Regions from separate parts of the Gossypium hirsutum genome. Here region 1 is linked to region 2. Evidence: chromatin contacts called from public Hi-C data. All regions are on one chromosome and are shown on one strand. Each heading gives the region's core, a stretch centred on a gene start, on an enhancer-like site or on the middle of the called end of the contact. The rest is flanking DNA. Distances are from core to core; before and after follow the strand shown. Region 1 has its middle 11 kb from the start of LOC107895011. Region 2 holds the start of LOC107948832 (50S ribosomal protein L18).

Evidence for each region. Hi-C and Micro-C count contacts between places; a contact is called where the count stands out from the background.
Region 1: a contact with region 2 is called in a Hi-C map of hypocotyl, with 4 times the contacts expected there. The contact joins the enhancer-like site here to the promoter of LOC107948832 in region 2. A contact is called at or near these places in 5 of 34 Hi-C or Micro-C datasets (fibers, hypocotyl and leaf).

Annotation. Positions count from the first base shown.
Region 1 is chrA13:68,313,573-68,317,741 of Gossypium_hirsutum_v2.1, reverse strand. No RefSeq gene overlaps it. Among protein-coding and RNA genes, the nearest start is that of LOC107895011, 11 kb to the left of the region's middle. Within about 2 kb of position 1,536, at least 3 of the 9 cell types and tissues checked have an H3K27ac peak or open chromatin away from gene starts, as enhancers often do. A contact at or near this core is called in hypocotyl and leaf, where this site is marked.
Region 2 is chrA13:68,269,212-68,273,467 of Gossypium_hirsutum_v2.1, reverse strand. LOC107948832 (50S ribosomal protein L18) reads left to right here and starts at 2,721. Exons shown (of 3, transcript XM_016883485.2): 1 at 2,721-2,857; 2 at 3,044-3,174. The coding sequence starts at 2,851. LOC107948831 (bifunctional 3-dehydroquinate dehydratase/shikimate dehydrogenase, chloroplastic) reads left to right here. Exons shown (of 9, transcript XM_016883484.2): 5 at 89-152; 6 at 410-518; 7 at 607-722; 8 at 817-1,130; 9 at 2,398-2,531. The coding sequence ends at 945.

The DNA.
Region 1 (4,169 bases), core at 287-2,786, 45 kb before region 2:
CCGTGGTCTATTCTAACTCCAACTATTACAGGTGATAAACTCATATACTGAACAAAGTTGGATTACACAAAGATGCAAAAGGAATACTTCAAATATCACAAGGACCCATTAAAGCTAATAAGCTACATATTCTTGCAGTTGGAATAAGTGGTCAAGCAATGGGGTTTTCAAGCAACATAGAACACTGGAACTCATATAAGCATTTAAAAGCAGGATAACAAGTTCAATATGGTACAAAAAGAAAAAGAGTAGAGAAAAGAAAAAAAGGATATATTATGAATGTCTTCAATTAAACTGAATTACGAAAAGATGATTTGATTTTCACAACTAGAAATAGAAAACTTTTCAGTCAACTCTCACTTGCATTACTAATATCTATAACTGTTATAAACCAAATCATAGCTTTCAACCTTACTCACAACACCAAGTTAGAAAATCAATTACACCAAAAAGAACCAAATTTATCCAACATTATGCCAAAAAAATATAATATTACCTACATGCCACTACAAGAAAACAGACTTTTAGCGGCGTTTTTTTTAGCCAAAAACTATTAGCGGCGTTTTCCCAAGCGCCGCAAAAATACTGCTAAAGGTAACGCCATAAAATTTAACGGCATTTATCTGAAAAAAACGCCACAAAAGATCAAGACTTTTAGTGGCATTTGTAGGAAAAGCATCGCTAAAAGTCATGGCTTTTAGCGGCACTTTTTTTCACAAACGCTGCTAATTTTGGCAGATTTGAAATGTACATTTTTCACCAATATCCAACTCTTCCTGCATTAAATCTAACCAAAAACAACAAATATAGCATGAAATCCAACCAAAAACAGCAAATGTAACATAAAAAATACAATAAAAAAAACATTAAATTTATACTTCAAATTCAACGAAAGATCTATGATGTAAATTAATAAATTGTTTTAATTTTTGCCTCATAGAGGGAATCTGGGCATAAGGCTTATAAAATAAATTGGGCAAGACTGGACATGAAGAGGCATACCTAGCCTAGTGGTTAGCATGCTAGGTAGTGGGAAGGAGAGCTGGGATTCGACTCGCAGCATGTGCAAAAGTGTTTTATTTTTTCTTTATATCAGGGAATGACGTAGGGAAGCCTTATATACAGTTGAGGTTAAAAGGTAACAAAAAGGGAAGCTTGGTCCAGTGGTAGAGGCGCTGGGAGTGTGGTATAATACTTAGGTTCGAGGGTTGGCGCACGCAAAGGCTTGTTTTTATAGTCAGGTCGCACTAAAGTAAGGTTTAAGAATAGTTGCGACCGAGTTATGCTACAAGGACGCTTGTGGCGCAGTGGTAGTAGGGTGTTAGGAGTTCCACAAGGGCACAGGTTCGAGTTGCTTGGAAGGTGAAATTCCCCTTTTATTTTTAAGCGGACCAAAGCTTCAGCAGGTAAGGTTTATAATTAATTGTAACCATATATTAGTAAAGGAGAAAACATGGTGCAGTAGCTAGCACAGCTTGGGCGAAGGCGCAAGGGCACAATGCGGACGGGAGGTCTGGGGTTCGAGCTTTATCTCGTGCACGCAAGGTTGGGATTTTTGCTGCATCCGTGGGGAAGTAATTGGGGTTTGATCAGGACTCTTGGCAGCATGCTGAGCTGGTGCAAACGATGGGCTGATCGGTCAAGAGTTTGAATGGAATTCAAACATTGAATGTGGCCAAAAATCAATGAGCAATTCGGAACTAATAAGTGTCGTATATTTTTGCCTTTAGGATTTAGTTTTTCTTTTCTTTTCTTTTCTCTTCATCTACTTTCTCTTCTTCTTTTCCCCCATAGCCGAATCCTTCTACTATTTTACTCATCTCCACTTTCTAATCATTTATTCCTAAGCTTTATATACAAAAGCCGAAATCCCGAAAGCCTATATTTCTTTTATGCCGATTTCTCCTAGCCAAACCCTCTAATTCTTCTCCATCTTGTGGTTGATTCTTTCTTCTTCTAAACCCTAAAGTTCTGTCGACAAAGCCACTACAAAACTCTCATATCTCATCTTCTTCACTATTTCAAAAAGCTGAAAACTCCATAGTTTAGGGGCATAGCCGAATCTTTAGACCAGAAAAGGACCGGCTTCTGCTAGGGTTTGAAGGTTAGATCTACATCAGAATCGAATAAGAACTAAAGTGGAATCGTTGGCTGAAGGAACCGGTGGTAAGTTTTTGAAATTATTTCTTTATTTCAGGAGTTAAGAAAAGCCGAAACCCTTATGGGTGGCTAGCGTTTTGGACTAAGGGTTTTGTGCCTCTTTCTGTTTGGTTGTGTAAACGTTAGCGTGGACAAGGGGACGTATAGCAAAGGGCTTGAAGACTAATTCGGTTGGCTCATCAAATCTAACCCATATTTCGGCAAAAGGTAAAGAACTTTGGGATCTAAGGCTGTGTTGGCCGAATACGGTAAGGGGTTAAATACGTAGTTCATTTTTGATATTTAGATTGACGTGTTAGTAATCCAATTGTAGGCAGTTCATGTGAGGATCTCACCAATGTACCGTTCTAAATCAGGTGTGTATCGAATACCCTCTCATAGTTCAAATCGGTAAAAGCCGAAATGCCAAAAATCCGGCATTTCGTGGGCTTGTGAGTGTGCGAGTGCTCACAAGACGTTTAGAAATCATTAGATCTAAAATCAAAAAGTGGTAAGTTAGTCGTGTGTGAAATTTCGTGCACTTCAGTAATTGGGCCTCGATAGGCTAAAACTGGGCCCAATGGGCTTATGGGCCCATACGGGTAAAATAATAAAAAAATAGGCAATAAGTATGTTCTGTTAGACTGTGGAATCGAAACTACTTAAACCGGTAAACTGGTCATAAAACTTGAATTGAATGGACTTAAATTGCTAGTGGACACTGTAGGGCCCATCAGGGGTTTTAGGGCCCAATGGTTAAAATTGTAAAATTGAGACAAATAAATTATTGCGATGACAAATGGGCTAGTAAGGATAGTAACATTCGTGAGAAATCTTAAAACTGATAAAATTACTGAAATACCTTTATAGGTGAAAAATTTACAGATTTACCCCTAGGAGCAAAATTACTAATATACCCCTAGGGTTAAGGTTGACCTGAATGCATGTTTGACTGTTACTATTTACTGCATGTCATGTTATTATTATCTGATGCATGGGACTGGGTTATTGATGGAGGAAGTACTGAAAGTGGCTTGTCCACGTACTGGAGGCTTTGCCTCAACTTACTGATATCTGAGCAGCAATGCTGCAATTGTGGAGTGTAGGGCTGGGTGGGTTGAGCTATTCCCCACATGGAGTGTAGGGCTGGTACGGGTGGAGTGTAGCGGTTGGTTATTGGTTGGGTAGGGCTTGCATACACGAATATGTCTGTTCTGTTCTGGAATGAGCCTATGGGCCATACTGTTATCTGAAAAGGGGCTAAGGCCCAGTTTACTGTATTCTGAAAAGGGCTTCGGCCTAGTACCCGCTGTTATCTGAATAGGGCTTAGGCCCAATGGGCTTGAGCTTACTTGGGCTTTGGATGGGTTTTCCATACACACTGAGTTTTCCAAACTCACCCCATTTCTCTTCCATCCTTGCAGGTGAGCCCTAGTTGGTGGACTTGGAGCTGTGCGGGATTCAGAGTGGCCACGAAGATTAAATTTCTGGTTTTTAAATAAGTTTCAATTAGCTTCCTTTTAAATTTCGCATTTATTTTTGATTATTTCTATTTTGGTTAAAGTTGTAATAAGGCCGCTTTATTATTTTTATTTTGGGTTTTTAAATTACTTAAATCGTTTTCAACTTGAGATTCACATCACTTAAATTGATTCCTTAAAATTGGATAGCCCTAGGGTGCGTATTATAAAAGTTACTTATTTTCAAAATATCAAGATATCTGAGCAAAGCTTCCGCAACGTAAATGTTTTCAAAGGAAATAAATATTTTAAATAGACTTAAACTTAATTTGTTGTTCGTGGTCAAGTAATAAGCTTAAAGTGTGGCAATGGATGTGTGCATGTCTAGGATTGGATCATGGAAGAGCTAGGTACTTAAGCAGTCTAATTGACTCACCTCCTCTTTTCTTGAATCCTACCTGGTGCGCAGCTTCCATTCATTTTAATTTAAAACGAAAATATTCTTTAAACACTAAGAAAGATTTTAGATAAAACATGACTTCTCTAATAATGCTTCAATGTGACGCCAGA
Region 2 (4,256 bases), core at 1,472-3,971:
AACTGGCCTTGACAGATTTAGTTGAAAGCCATTTTCCATTGTTCTCCAAAACGTAACTTCGAATTTTCCTCATTTAAACGAATTGCAGTGTTGGGATTCCATACAAGGAAGCTGTAGTTGAGTTCTGTGATGAAGTTCATCCACTTGCAGAGGTTGACAATCATATTACAACTTATAATTTCCCATTTATTTGTACAAGTTTCTTGTTTTTCTTCTATATTAAACACTATATATTGACATGTGTGCTTGTTTCGTATACAACGATTCTAGAACTTTTCTTTTATGCATGATCCTGTGATGTTTCGATTTCCTAATTAATATATAAAGATGGCAGCATTTACTTACAGTTTCATTCATATGCAATAGATATTTGAGAATGTAACAAAGTATTCTTTACATGCATCATCAGTCTATAGGTGCTGTTAATACTATTATAAGGAGACCTTGTGATGGGAAGCTGATTGGTTTTAATACAGATTGTGAAGCTGCTATAACTTCGATCGAGGATGCTCTAAAAGGTACCTTACATTGATTGCATATGTTTATTGTGTTGATTAGTGACTTGTCCATTCCGCCACTTCTTTACTTTTAAACTATCATATTTAGGTACTTTGATATCCGGGAAACTCTTCGTGCTAGTTGGTGCTGGAGGTGCCGGAAGAGCATTGGCATTTGGTGCTAAAAGTCGAGGAGCTCGGATACTCATTTTCGACATTATTTTGGTATGTCATACGCAACTCTTAAACAGGCAATGCTCCCTGTATGCTGATATGATTTTCAATTCTGCTCTGAACCCTTTTTTTTCTTGTGGAAAAGAAAGAGCAAAATCTCTTGCTTCTGCTGTCTTGGGTGAAGCTCGAACATTCGAACAAGTCATTAATTTCCGACCGGAGAAAGGAGCAATCCTTGCGAATGGAACACGCTCGGAATGCATCCATATACTGATCAGCGCATTCCAGTTGACCAGGAAACTTTGGGGGATTATGAGTTGGTGTTTGATGCTGTTTATACACCTAGAAAAACAAGTTTGTTGAAAGAAGCGGAGGCTGCTGGGGCAATAACTGTGAGTGGAGTTGAAATGTTCCTAAGGCAGGCAGTTTCTCAGTTCAATCTGTTCACTGATCGACAAGGTATCTCTTCAATCTCTTACCTGTTTAATCATCTTAAACTATACCTTAAACTTTATGGAACTGGGTTGCTCAGACTGGGTGTGAATGTTAGATAAGGGTACATTTTTTATATAAGTATGTTCTATCTTTTTAAGGTCTACCATGTATTTGGAGTCTTTAGAGGGTCATATCATCATACCATGTTTGAAAATGTGCAATAACTTTTTAGCTAGACTTTGTGAAAATTAAACAAAATGGACCCTTATTTGTATTCGACAGTAACATAGGTTACTATCATTTCTAAACTTATCTAAATTGAAGTGTAATTTTTATATATGTATAATATTTCCTAGGTTGGAAATTTGAAGATGTAATAATATCATTTTTTTCTATTTTTATTTGTTGAATAATAGTAGTAGATTGTATTTCTTCCATTCTAGTATTTCTAGAATTTCTACTAGGTTCAGTAGGGAAAATAGGTATTTGATCTGTTTTCATACCTATTGGTGTTGTGGAATTTGTACTAATATTATCTTCTTCTTCCTCTATTTGAGAATTAGAAGGTAAAACTAGATTATCATTTGTATTTATTATAGCATTATTTTTAAAATATAGTCTATCTCCAGATGACATATATTCTATAGTACTTACAGGTTTTGAAGTACTAGTACCACTTATTCTATCAATCATCCAATCTTTTGGTATTGATAGGTCTTTTAGATGTAGTAATTTTGGTTGTATTTCTGTAGTAAATTTATTAGGTTCAAATAACTCAGTTATTTTATTATTAATTTCTTTAATTTCTACTTCTGCCGTGTTGGTATATTCATTAATAGAAGTCCAACTTATTGCTAAATCTTCTGCTAAATCACTTATTTCAGAATTTTTTGTCTGAATTCTTAAACATAAACACTCTTCTATTAGAGAGTCTGTAATAGATATAAAATAGTTTGGTTTAACCTTAAATCCTATTACACCGGTATGTAAATTAGACTGTATTCCTCCAATAAGTGCTTTTATCGGGTTTTCAAATCTTTTATCTAATAAAACTGCTATAATAGGTATATCATGTTCTTTTCTAAATAAGGCTCTAATTGTTATCATAATTATACCTAAATGTATATATCTAACTTGAGGATATTTCTTTTTAATCCTCTTAATTTTTTCTTTAGTTTGGAGTGATAATCTGTGTTATTTCTTCCAAAAAAGTACATCCTAATACTGGAGAAATATATGTCATTAGTGTGGAAGTTGTTAATATGGTTTTTAATTTCTGTTTGTTTTGCAGCACCTGAAGAGTTTAAGCGGGACATTATTACGTCCGAGTTCTGATGTAGTGGATTACACTAAAACTTGAATAAAATTAATTGATGGAAAAATTCTAATAATTTCCCGAATTTTTTAATCATGATTCAATGTATTGGACATGGAACATTGAAGATAAGTATTAAAATATATATATGAAGAGAAAATAATATGCTTTTTTTTTCTTTTTTTCATTTGAATTAAAATACTTTGGTAACGGAAATAAAGAGTGCATTGCGAGAATTGAACCCGGGAACTCTCACACCCTAGACAAAATTCATTCCACTAGATCAAAAGGCCTTGACTGCTAATAGGTTACCACTTTATTAATATTTAAATAATACGTATATTCCTTTGTATCCAAGCGAAGTTATTTACGGTGGAACTTTGTTCTCCAGCTTTAGTAAGTTTGTTCCCAGTTTTGTATTTGCCATCTATGCCAGGTTTACCTCTCTTGCTTCTCTTCTTCTTCATCTCCCTTTCATTTATTCTACCAAAAACGCCTCTTACTTTTTTTTTTCTCACATTTCGTGCAAGACTCATTTTTCTTTGTTTGTACTCTAGTTTTAACAATGCACTTCAACTGTTCGATATAATGCTTCTTTATACAATTCGTTTCTGGTTTTCAGGGGGTGTTGTCTGTAAGATGTTGAAGCAAGCGATATGGAAGGTGTTGAGCAAAAGGGTAGTTTCAGATTCTGGTGATAAACTTCTTTTGCCTTGCTTGTACTTGCCCACGACTTCTTTTCACGCTGGACAGGTAGGTACTTTTTTTTTTTTCTTTTAAATCTTACTTCAGATTTTTTTTATGGATACCCAATTCGTTTATCCTTCGATTTTTTTCAATTAAAACCAGAACCACTAACCATTGTTTTCCAGAGATTGTGTTCATAGTTTGATAATTCAAGAAACAAAACATGAAAAATCTTATTTTGCAACTTGTTTTTGGCAAAGTCCTTTATGAGCGTGATGAATAAAAGAATTGAACTGGTGTTGACTGAAATAAGGCTAAATGCTCCTCGATAGCAAAGTAGTACCATGAGAAAATGAACCCTGTGGGGAGTGAAATAGAACATGAAGTCATGTGCTCGGAGCCCAGGGCTCTGACCGCGTGCCTGTTGAAGAAATTATGATGCTAGTAATGTTCCAAAAAAGGGTGGACTGGAGAGATTTAAAGCTTATTGTAACATCTACCTATACGGTAAACATAAAGTAAAGTATGGCCTGCATTAGGGGTTTGAAAATCGTGGAGACGAAAATTTGAAAGATGAGAGAGGGAATACATAAGCTCTGTTCGTGCATCTTTGTTTTGTTGACGTGTTGATTCAAAGAAAATCGTGTGAATCTAGTTCGACGATGTATATAAGCTGTTCATTTATTTGATATGTTAATTGGAAGGAAGTTGTGTAAATCTAGTTGAAAGGTTCTACTTTTCCAGAAAAATACCTGCTTCATTCCTTCTTCCTATTTCCTTTTGCTTAATCTGCATGCGTATAACTCTGTTTGCATCAAATCAACCCCATCATCTGTCCAATTCATATTATCAATCTATGCTTATATGCCTAAGATGCAATGTGCAAAAAATAAAAGCATTGGCTTGTTGAACTAAGGTGTAATATGCATATATGTGTGTGTTTGATAATGAAGTCTAAAGAGTAGTCCAATTTATCCGCAAAACATGCAAAATTTTCTTTCTTTTGTCTGTCAAAATGCATGATTTCCTTATAGTCTCTTATTTATTGTTGAATGCTCAAATATTGAGAAGTGTATAGTTTGATATTATCCCCTTTTTAGTGATATTATCCCTTGTGCCGAAGTGTTGCTTCATTAGCTTGTGAAGTT